Regions from separate parts of the Drosophila melanogaster genome. Here region 2 is linked to region 1. Evidence: chromatin contacts called from public targeted proximity ligation data. All regions are on one chromosome and are shown on one strand. The core of a region is the stretch at or near the end of the contact, and the rest is flanking DNA. Distances in the headings are between cores, read along the strand shown.

Region 1 (4,419 bases), core at 1,573-4,072:
CAAAAAGAGACAGAGCTACATCAAGAGTAGGAGACAGGGACAGACAGCTGAAGATGCTGGCGAAAAGAGAGGGAAGATCGCGAGGATGCACAATAAGAAATAACTTAATTATCGCAGTTTAATTGCTTGACATGGCATTCCATTGAAATCTCTGAAGAAAATGCTGATTTTTTGATTACTACATGAGACATTGAGTGTTATGAGAATATATAATGAGAACCTTATTTCGCCCGGTGTATACTCAAACTTGAGGCGTGGGTTGTCGGCAGGTGCGTTCCAGAAATGATTGACTGACTCAATGACTAACTGACTGCATGACAGACAGACAATGACATTGCAATGCCGCCGCCGAGACTTGCACAACAACAATAAGCCAGCGAAATTGGCTTTTAATTTTTTTGTTTTGCTAAACTACTTAACGAAAAAAAGTACAACTCGACTAATGTGAAATATGCAAATTTTCAGATAGATAAACAAAACAATTAAGGCACGTGCTCCCGGCAAGCAAGGCTGGTGGCCCCCGATGACCATAAACCCATCGCAGCTGACAGCTGACAACTTTATCTTTATCAGAGATGATGTTGTGCATCATCCCTCAACCCCGCAACCCCTTAGTCTTCGATTCCATACATCTAGATCCCTCAATCCCCGAATCCCTCACCTTTGCAGGCGGAACACGTTTCGCCGCTCAGAAAAGTCCGTTGGGAAATCTGCGAGTTCTTAGCGCATCTGAATAATTCATAACTCCAGTTGAGCCTCGAGTTGGGGAGGTGAGGATGGATAATGTGGATGATAAAGCTTTTAGGGGTTGTCCATTTAGTCCGGGGTGTCGTGGCAACAAGATTGCCATATGTCGCATATGTCTGAGATGCGAGGAGTGAAAGAGCTAAAAGTGTTGCCACAACAGCGACACGAGGCGTATGCGTAATTCAAGACCTCTTCGCTCTTCTAATTGAGTTGCAGTCAGTCTCGGAGGACAGGACCAGAGAGGAGCGGGGTGTGTGTCTTATTGGGTTACCATTCGGATGCAGCCAACGATGAACCGATTATGACAGATGGCCGGTCGTTGCCAAGTTGCCAAGTCTCAAGTGCCGCGGCAAGGATGCACTCGCAAAAATATTAGGATGTTGACACATGTGGAAAGTAAAATGTAATATAAATACACATAGTACATCATATATAATAAAAACATATTTATGAAAGTATTTTTTGAAATATGGAACCCTTACTTGATGTTGATGTTGAAACAAAGTTAATCCAAAAGGTGATATAGGTCTATCAGAATTCATGGTTTCCGAAATTGTTTTCGGTGCACTTGCTGCGCTTTTTGGCATGTGGCATAAACAGCAGCTTCGAGCAGCACTTTCAACTCGATCTCAGCCACATGTTATGATTGGTTCGTGGGTGTGTTGAGTGACTCACGGTACGTGCTACTGTTCGACAGCGCAAAAAGTTATTAAATTTTTATGCACATACATTCATTTGCGCGGATATGTTTCCTTTAACCCCCCAGTTTTTCTTCTTTTTTTCCATCCTTGGGGACCGTTCACCGTAATGGATGAAAGGGTTAAAGCCGCTCGATCCCGACACGTGTTGTACGTGGCCGCCATTAGCGTAAACATTTTCAATGCGTTCTTGAGTGTCTGCCAAATTGCAGTCCGATATTATGCGAATAACTAGTACACATTTCTGTTGATTTTCCTTTCGTTTTGTGCTGGGTCAAAAACTTAATAACATGGCCAATTTTCCGAGACATGAAAAAGTCAGAGGGTGATTTTTGGGGAGGAATCGAACGAGGCTTTGGCAAATTGAGTTTGGTATGGATGAGATACAATCATGTAAGGGATCAGAGGTTTTGTAAAGATTGAATTTCTAGATGAACAGATTACAAAAGTTAAATGAAAGTAAAGGCTTATACCGACATATCTTGCAAGGATTATTTGAGTTTACATTATTTTAACTTTATCATAAATTATAAATGAAAAAACTTGTTTGGTTGGGCTGATCATTTGATCGATATTGATTTTCAAGTATCCAATCAATTCTCGTCGATTCGCTTTGCTGACCCAAAAATGTCGTGGAAATTTTGCTCACTAATTGCACAGCGAACGCCCATGGTGATGACCCAGTGAAGTCGGTGCCAACGAAAACATTTGGCAGAGATATACGATCAAAGCGAACTGCGACCAGAAGTTCCATATGCTGGGTTGGGTAGACAAACTGCAGTTAATAGCCGTTTTTCTCAGTTCTCCATCTATATGAGGTGGAAACGGGGCTACAGATGGGAGGTGCCATTCAGTGGACGCTGTGGCGCATCAACGTCAACAACATCATCATCGTCATAGACGTCGGAGGAGGGAGGTGCAGTTGATGGGGTCAACCTACTTCTGTTTTATGCACTGAAAAAAATACGTGTTGCAGTAACTTCCAGTAAAAAACAGTGAATCAGAAAAAAAAAGGAAAGGTCTTGTCACACGTTGCATGTGTTATGCAGTGCTTGTTATGTTGGTCACACTAATTTGTGCAATCGGATAATTTAAATAGAGAATCTACAAAAATTTCATCGGCATTTTGTTTAGTGGCTGCACTGCCGCAGCTGCGGCTGAAAAACATCAATCAAAGGCTGAGCTTTGTGTCTGTGTTGGTGCGACGTCACATCTGCGATCTCTAGTATTATCAAAGCGCCACCTACTGGCCATCCCCCCACCCCATGACGTACAACTAGCCTTCAATGAAATATTCACACACAAAACGTTTTCATCAAATTTACGTAACGCTAAATTCGAATAATGAACATCTGTGCAAACAGGCGAGTGCGATCTGTGTGCCCCTAAAAATGCCTCCCAATTGGCTCGCGAGCAGCAGATGCGGAATGCGCCTCGGACTTTACTTTATCCACTGTTTCCCCCACGCACCCCTCTCATTTTTTTTTTTTATCCCTCGACGGTATCCGTTCCGTTCCCATTTCCAGCCAGCTGCCCATTCCGTCCGTCCGCTCGTCCAATCCATCCATCCATCCGTCGCTTTGGCGTGCTAATGAAATCGAGCGCGTTTATTTGTTTATACGGCATTTGTCAGCAAACTTAGCATATGGACAATCCGACCCTGATATGATGAATGATTCAGAGGGTTTTGCGAGGCAAGATTTAATTACGAACTTCAAGAACGGCTTGATGATAAGCTCGAGCTTGAAAGACTGACGATGTTAATCTCGTGGCTTACTGTACTCAATGAAGCAAGGAATAACCTTTCCATATGAATTCGTTGTATGCAAGATAACCAGGCAAAAATGTTCCAAGTTCTAAACAGGAAATTCGTACACTTTTCTCATCCACAGACTTTACCGTACCTCTATATATACCCATATTCCGTTTCATTCGCGATGGTAATTGAAGCTCGTCGTGTGTCTGAATTAAGACAAAGTTGTCGAAATGCCGTCTATTCCACCGCCTCAGTAAAGTGTTTTCTACATACATACATATATTTTAGCTGACGTTCTGAGTTGGCCACCAGCGTCGATCGTCAGCAGTTGATTGGTCGGTCCGTCACTCAAATTAGCTTTATGTCGCCGAAGCTGATCGAGATCGGTATCGGAATCTGTATCTGTATCTGTATCCGTGGACGTGGCTGCATAGTATCTGTATCTACGGATCTGTGACTGTGTCGCCTTAGAGCTGCCAATGCAAATTCTCTAATTGTTTATTAACAATTGCCGCCGGCCAATAGTTAAGCAATTAAAAGGCACAGACACCGGTAAGTTAATGGTTACTTCGATGTTGTTTCTTTACGATTTTCCTGAGTTTTATTTTGGAGTTGCAGCAATTTGTCTGCTTTGATTTTGAGTTCGCCACCATTGTTGTAGCTGTTTTCGCCGTTTTCGATTGAGTTTTCGGTTTCGTATTAGCTCGGGGATTATGTCATGCAATTAACAATGGCATATTGTAGTGGTTGTTGTGGTCGCTGCTGCATGTTGCTCGTGTGCCTGCTGCTGTTGCTGCCGTTGTTTTCCTACCGTTTTTGGCTCTGAAAATTTGGCTCTTTGAATGCGGATTTGCCCGGGCTCGCTGAATTGTCGATTGCGTGCACTTTGCTGAACTTTTGCGGCCACCTCTCCCAGCAATTGTTGCATGTAATTAACCAACTTTGACATGTCTAGTTATGCGTTGCGACAACAAATTGACGTAAGCGCGTGCGTCAGCATTTGGCGATTCGATTTGATTCGAATCCCCGGGGTTTCTGTTTCAGTCCACTCTCAGTTCACGTTCACCTCACATCTGCGATTCTGGGCGTGACTTATGCCATATTTCTTGCCACCTCGTGAGCAACAAGGCTGGGCGGGCACGTTCAAATGATGAAAGTGCACCTGGTTTCACCCGCACATTGCGAGCGGCTTACCTCATTACTCGCACATTATGGAAA
Region 2 (4,439 bases), core at 1,442-3,941, 46 kb before region 1:
TTCACCGGCGAACTCAACTGTAAACGTTCCAGTCACTTAGTCAACAATCTGTTGCATCTAATTGTCTCTGCAACAAATTACTCAATTCCAGTTGAATGCTAAAAGGAGATCGGCACTCAGAATCCCATCCAGATGCAGATGGAGACGACGAGAATGGCAACGAGATCCCAACGACGACCGGCTGGTCGGTCAACAGGTTTGACATAATTTTCACTTTAGTTTGTTTTTAAAAGCACACATTTGCACGCAGCTGAGGGATCGCCATACGATCCGCATCCGATCCCCGAGAGCGGATCACAGCGAGGACGATAATGATAATGATGATGACGCTGCGCCGAGTAACTCAATCGCAAAATCCCACATGGTCACCAGCTCCACATCCCCATTCCATTCCATTCACGATGAGTCAAACGGGCACTTTAGTGGGCGTGGCGCACTTCCGCAAGTAATTTGCTGCGGTTCTGGCGAGGATCATCGGGGCGGTGGTCTTATAATGGAACATTTTAATGCTGAAACCGATGCTTAAAATCAAAGTCATAAAAGCAAAAAGTGTGGCACAGTGGATGGGATTGATTATCATTTATGCAGCACAAAATTGATATATTTGTAACATTTCCAACAAAAAACCACAAATATTGGCCTAATTAACATGAAATTCCTTAACCCTTTCGATACCAAATAAAAATTTAAAATTAGGTTACTTGTGAGCACTTCCAGTGCCATCGTACTGCGATGATGGGGACAATAATGGTGCTGTCGAGAGTGCAGTTGCCACAGTCGCAAGATAAATATACTAAAGGTAACTTGATCAGTGGCACACGGAGATCATCAGCACAGAACACGAAACATGGCCCAGATGGAAGCGATGGAAGCGATGGAAACGATGGAACTGGCTGCCTGGTTAATGGAGGAGGGTAAAAACTTGCCAACGGAGACACGTCAACAATGAGGCATAAAAACGGGAGCACAGTCGCATGCAACATAATTGAAAGCAATTTGTGGTCCTGAATCTGAGTCTCTGTGTCTTCCGTCCCCAGATCTTTGGGATCCCGGGCACCAGCGTCGGCATAAACATTACATTGATTGCCATTGCCCCACACTAGCTGCTCACTTCACCCAATCCCCCAACCAGCTAGTCCGTCCGTCCATCCATCCGTTCATTCATTCACTCATTCACTCACTTGCCCAGCCAGTCACTCACTCACTCGTTCACTCCATCAGTCACACGTGTTGTTTGTCGATCTGGAGCATGAGGATCGCACACTTGGGCACCGAGAAAAACAACTACTATATAGTATACTATTCATAAGATATAAGATATATATACACATTTCAAGATCTTCTAGTTTCAATTGTGATCTTTGGCTTTTTTCAGTGCATGACTGCATGAAATCAGATATCTTATGTTTAATTCACAATCCCCAGTTGTGTGCAGAGTTTTTTCTCAGTGCATAGCTACATGAAATCACCAGAAGGTGAACGGCTGTTCGACTTCGAGCGGAAGTCGCTTAGTTCCGGCGCAAGGCAGCCCCATTCTTGCAGTCCATCCTCACTTTCCTGCCACCTGAGGCGCTCGTTCTCAGTTCCAGAGGCAAAGATCTTGGGTCCCATGACTGGATGGGGTTGTGTCGACTGTTACGCAACTGTGGCAATGTCTTTGATTTGTATCTCTGACGCGGTGGTCGCCGCTACTTCCAAAAAGTAATTGCAAACAGCTGAGCAGCATGTGCGGCCAGTTGGTTTTCCGTTTTGGAATTGCCTTTCCCAAAATTCCTGAATTGTGCAATTTTTGATTGTTAGTGCTCTATTTTCGAGTTGCCCCATGTGATTACAAATATTTCGTGGAACTGTGTTTTTTTCAGTTCGCTTTTATTTTATTTGAACTTATGATTTCCTTAGTTTTCATTATGAAAATAAAAATTAAGCCCAACTCAATTACCAAAATGAATTAAATGTAATTTGCAAATCATTTGACCACGACAAATGGCAATCTGTGAACCATTAAATTCAGGGTCGAATCCGTGACGAATTCACTCCTTGTTGCCGCTTGCCATCGCATTTTTGGGGTCATTTCGCTCCAGATAAGCTCCGCTGAGCAATCAACATGGGGCTTTTGGATATATGTACATATGTATGAGCACTGTACACTCATTTTATGTGTGATATACATACATACATGCAGTCGAGGCTTAATCATTGTTGAAGTGATGTTCTTGCTTCAGAAGGAAACTCCGCAGAGCTGAAACTGCACAGTTGGCTGCACCTCGTTGCCAATGCAAATATATGTTGTTAAAATTAATTTAGAGAATTTCTTCACATTTTCCTTAAGCATTCCTCTTCCTCTTTTTTTTTCAGTGCACTGCGAATGTCATCTCCACGCATTTTTGCCCACTTAGCATTTAAGTTGCGGACTTGAACGGCGAACACAAGGCGAACTGCAGTGGGGCTGAACTAAAATCCAGGTGGAGCAAGTTGTGTGATCTTTGGCTTGGATCGAACAGCTGTTGCCCATGTTAATGCTAATGCCAAATCACGCATACGCCTCGTTGTGCGGCCAAGCGTGGCAAATCGGCTGTGTTTGCTTAGGTGGCCGTCGCGATTGCGATGCCCCAGCAATTCAAGTGCAGTGCCCATCAATAAAGTGAAATTTGTTGAATGGCTGCGGAGCTTCTGCCACTGGTGGCACTGGGTGCCACTGGGTGCCACTGAATGCGGCACGGTATCCACATACTTGTATTTATTTTCATCAGCAGCAGCTGAGCCGCAGCAACCGGACGCACGTGTTCATTTTCATTTGGCGCAGAGAACGCAACAATGATAAACAGCCGCAGCTGTGCACTTGGAGAAAAGTCGGTTAGGAATGGGGAGGAAAAAATGCTTATGTTTATGCTTAGATATGATCCAAAAAGTAACCCACTTTCATGCAACCTTATAGATAGAAAGTCAGTTTAATGTGTTGATTTCTTTTTTATGAATATATATAATATATAAGTTTTTTTCTTTCAGTGCTGGCAGAATCTTTGTAGACGGGGCTCAGCGGAAGACGACCAGCAACTGCGGAAATTATTCATTCAAACTGCTTGACTGCGTCGGTCGAGCGGCTGTTTTCACTGGGTTTTTTTTTTCATATTCAATGCTGAAGAAATTTGAAATTCATACAAATTGCAGGGCGCAGCAACAAAGGCTTCGACTGCGGGTTCAGTGGCGGGGACGGGGGAAGGGGGTGTTGTGGAGCCACCCATGCAGCTCCACAATGTCCGGCAGTTGCGATAGTAACTACAACTGCGGCAACTGTCCGTCAAAAAGTCAGCGAAGCGCGGAGGAGCAAAAACGCAACGCTTTTGTTTGGCTTTGGCCCCTAATAATTATTGCTGCCCCCTTTTTTTTTTTGGTTTTTCGGTTTCTATGTTAACAATTGCATAACACAAAGGCCCAGATGAAAGCTTCGTGCTGGAAGCCCCAAGCTTTCTCCTTCACTCCAGTCCACTTCAATCCAATCCAATTCATCAAGATCGGTTTTTTTTGGGGGGGCATTATGGGAGTGAAACAAAAGCGAGCGAACTTGGCTCGTCTTTCACACAGGTGTGCTCAATCAATCAACATGAGATCACATTAAACCGGAGGGCAACAATGGCCACGATAATCACACTCAGCTGGACCGAGTCCAAGTCCCCCAAAAATACAGTCGAGTTTCGCTAAGTTGGACTTTTCAAGGAATAAGAAGGTCACAAGATTTAACTACTTAACTTCCATCGAGGCTCACCTGACCGATACTTGAAATATCATTTCTGTTCGCTTTGGCCATGCTTCACTGTAATCAATTTTTTTTTTGGAGCTACGCACCCGCAACGTGGTCCATGGTCCACGCACATGTGTGTTGATAGCTTTTGTTGCCCTCTTTTTATATAATGTAACTGCTTGGCTTGGGCTTGTGGCTCATTAAGACCCTAACATTCAATGACCATTTGTGGCCACCTCGAGTGATTTGGGGGGATTTGTAACATTCCACACTTAATTAGCGGACCTCCGAGCGGCGGTTGAAAGAGTTGTACGCGGGCACAGACATTTTCGACTTTGTTTTCTTTATGGCCAAAAGTGTACGAAACATGGGAGAAAAGTCGAGATTGCCGAGGCTGTGAGTCATTAACTTGGCTAACATGGACAGCAGGAAGTGGGACTATTAGACCTCAAAAATAACTATATCAAATCAGTATAAGTTATGCGAGTGGAATATTCTTTAAAAATATAGTAAGTACCAATATGTAGACTATAGGCACCCATCAGGCACCGCCTGTCACTCGATTTCCATATGAAAGTAATCATCCGTTTCCCCACTCCAGCTTGCCCCTCTTCGCCAGCCGAAGGGAGTGGCATCCACATGAAAGAGCCGAAAAGCCGCAAGTCAATATTTGTCGCAGCGCTGAGCAATTTTAATTGGA

The links.
Region 2: a targeted proximity ligation map of the Kc167 cell line shows a contact between it and region 1, with 3 times the contacts expected there. A contact is called at or near these places in 62 of 107 Hi-C or Micro-C datasets (the Clone 8 cell line, the D17-c3 cell line, the Kc167 cell line and 15 more) and 5 of 7 datasets of targeted methods (the Kc167 cell line and the S2 cell line).

Annotation. Positions count from the first base shown.
Region 1 is chr3L:773,219-777,637 of dm6, reverse strand. No RefSeq gene overlaps it. Among named protein-coding and RNA genes, the nearest start is that of tRNA:Ile-TAT-1-2, 5.1 kb to the right of the region's middle.
Region 2 is chr3L:819,011-823,449 of dm6, reverse strand. It overlaps lncRNA:CR43883 (long non-coding RNA:CR43883), which reads right to left and starts at 2,691. Exons shown (of 1, transcript NR_073908.2): 1 at 1,938-2,691.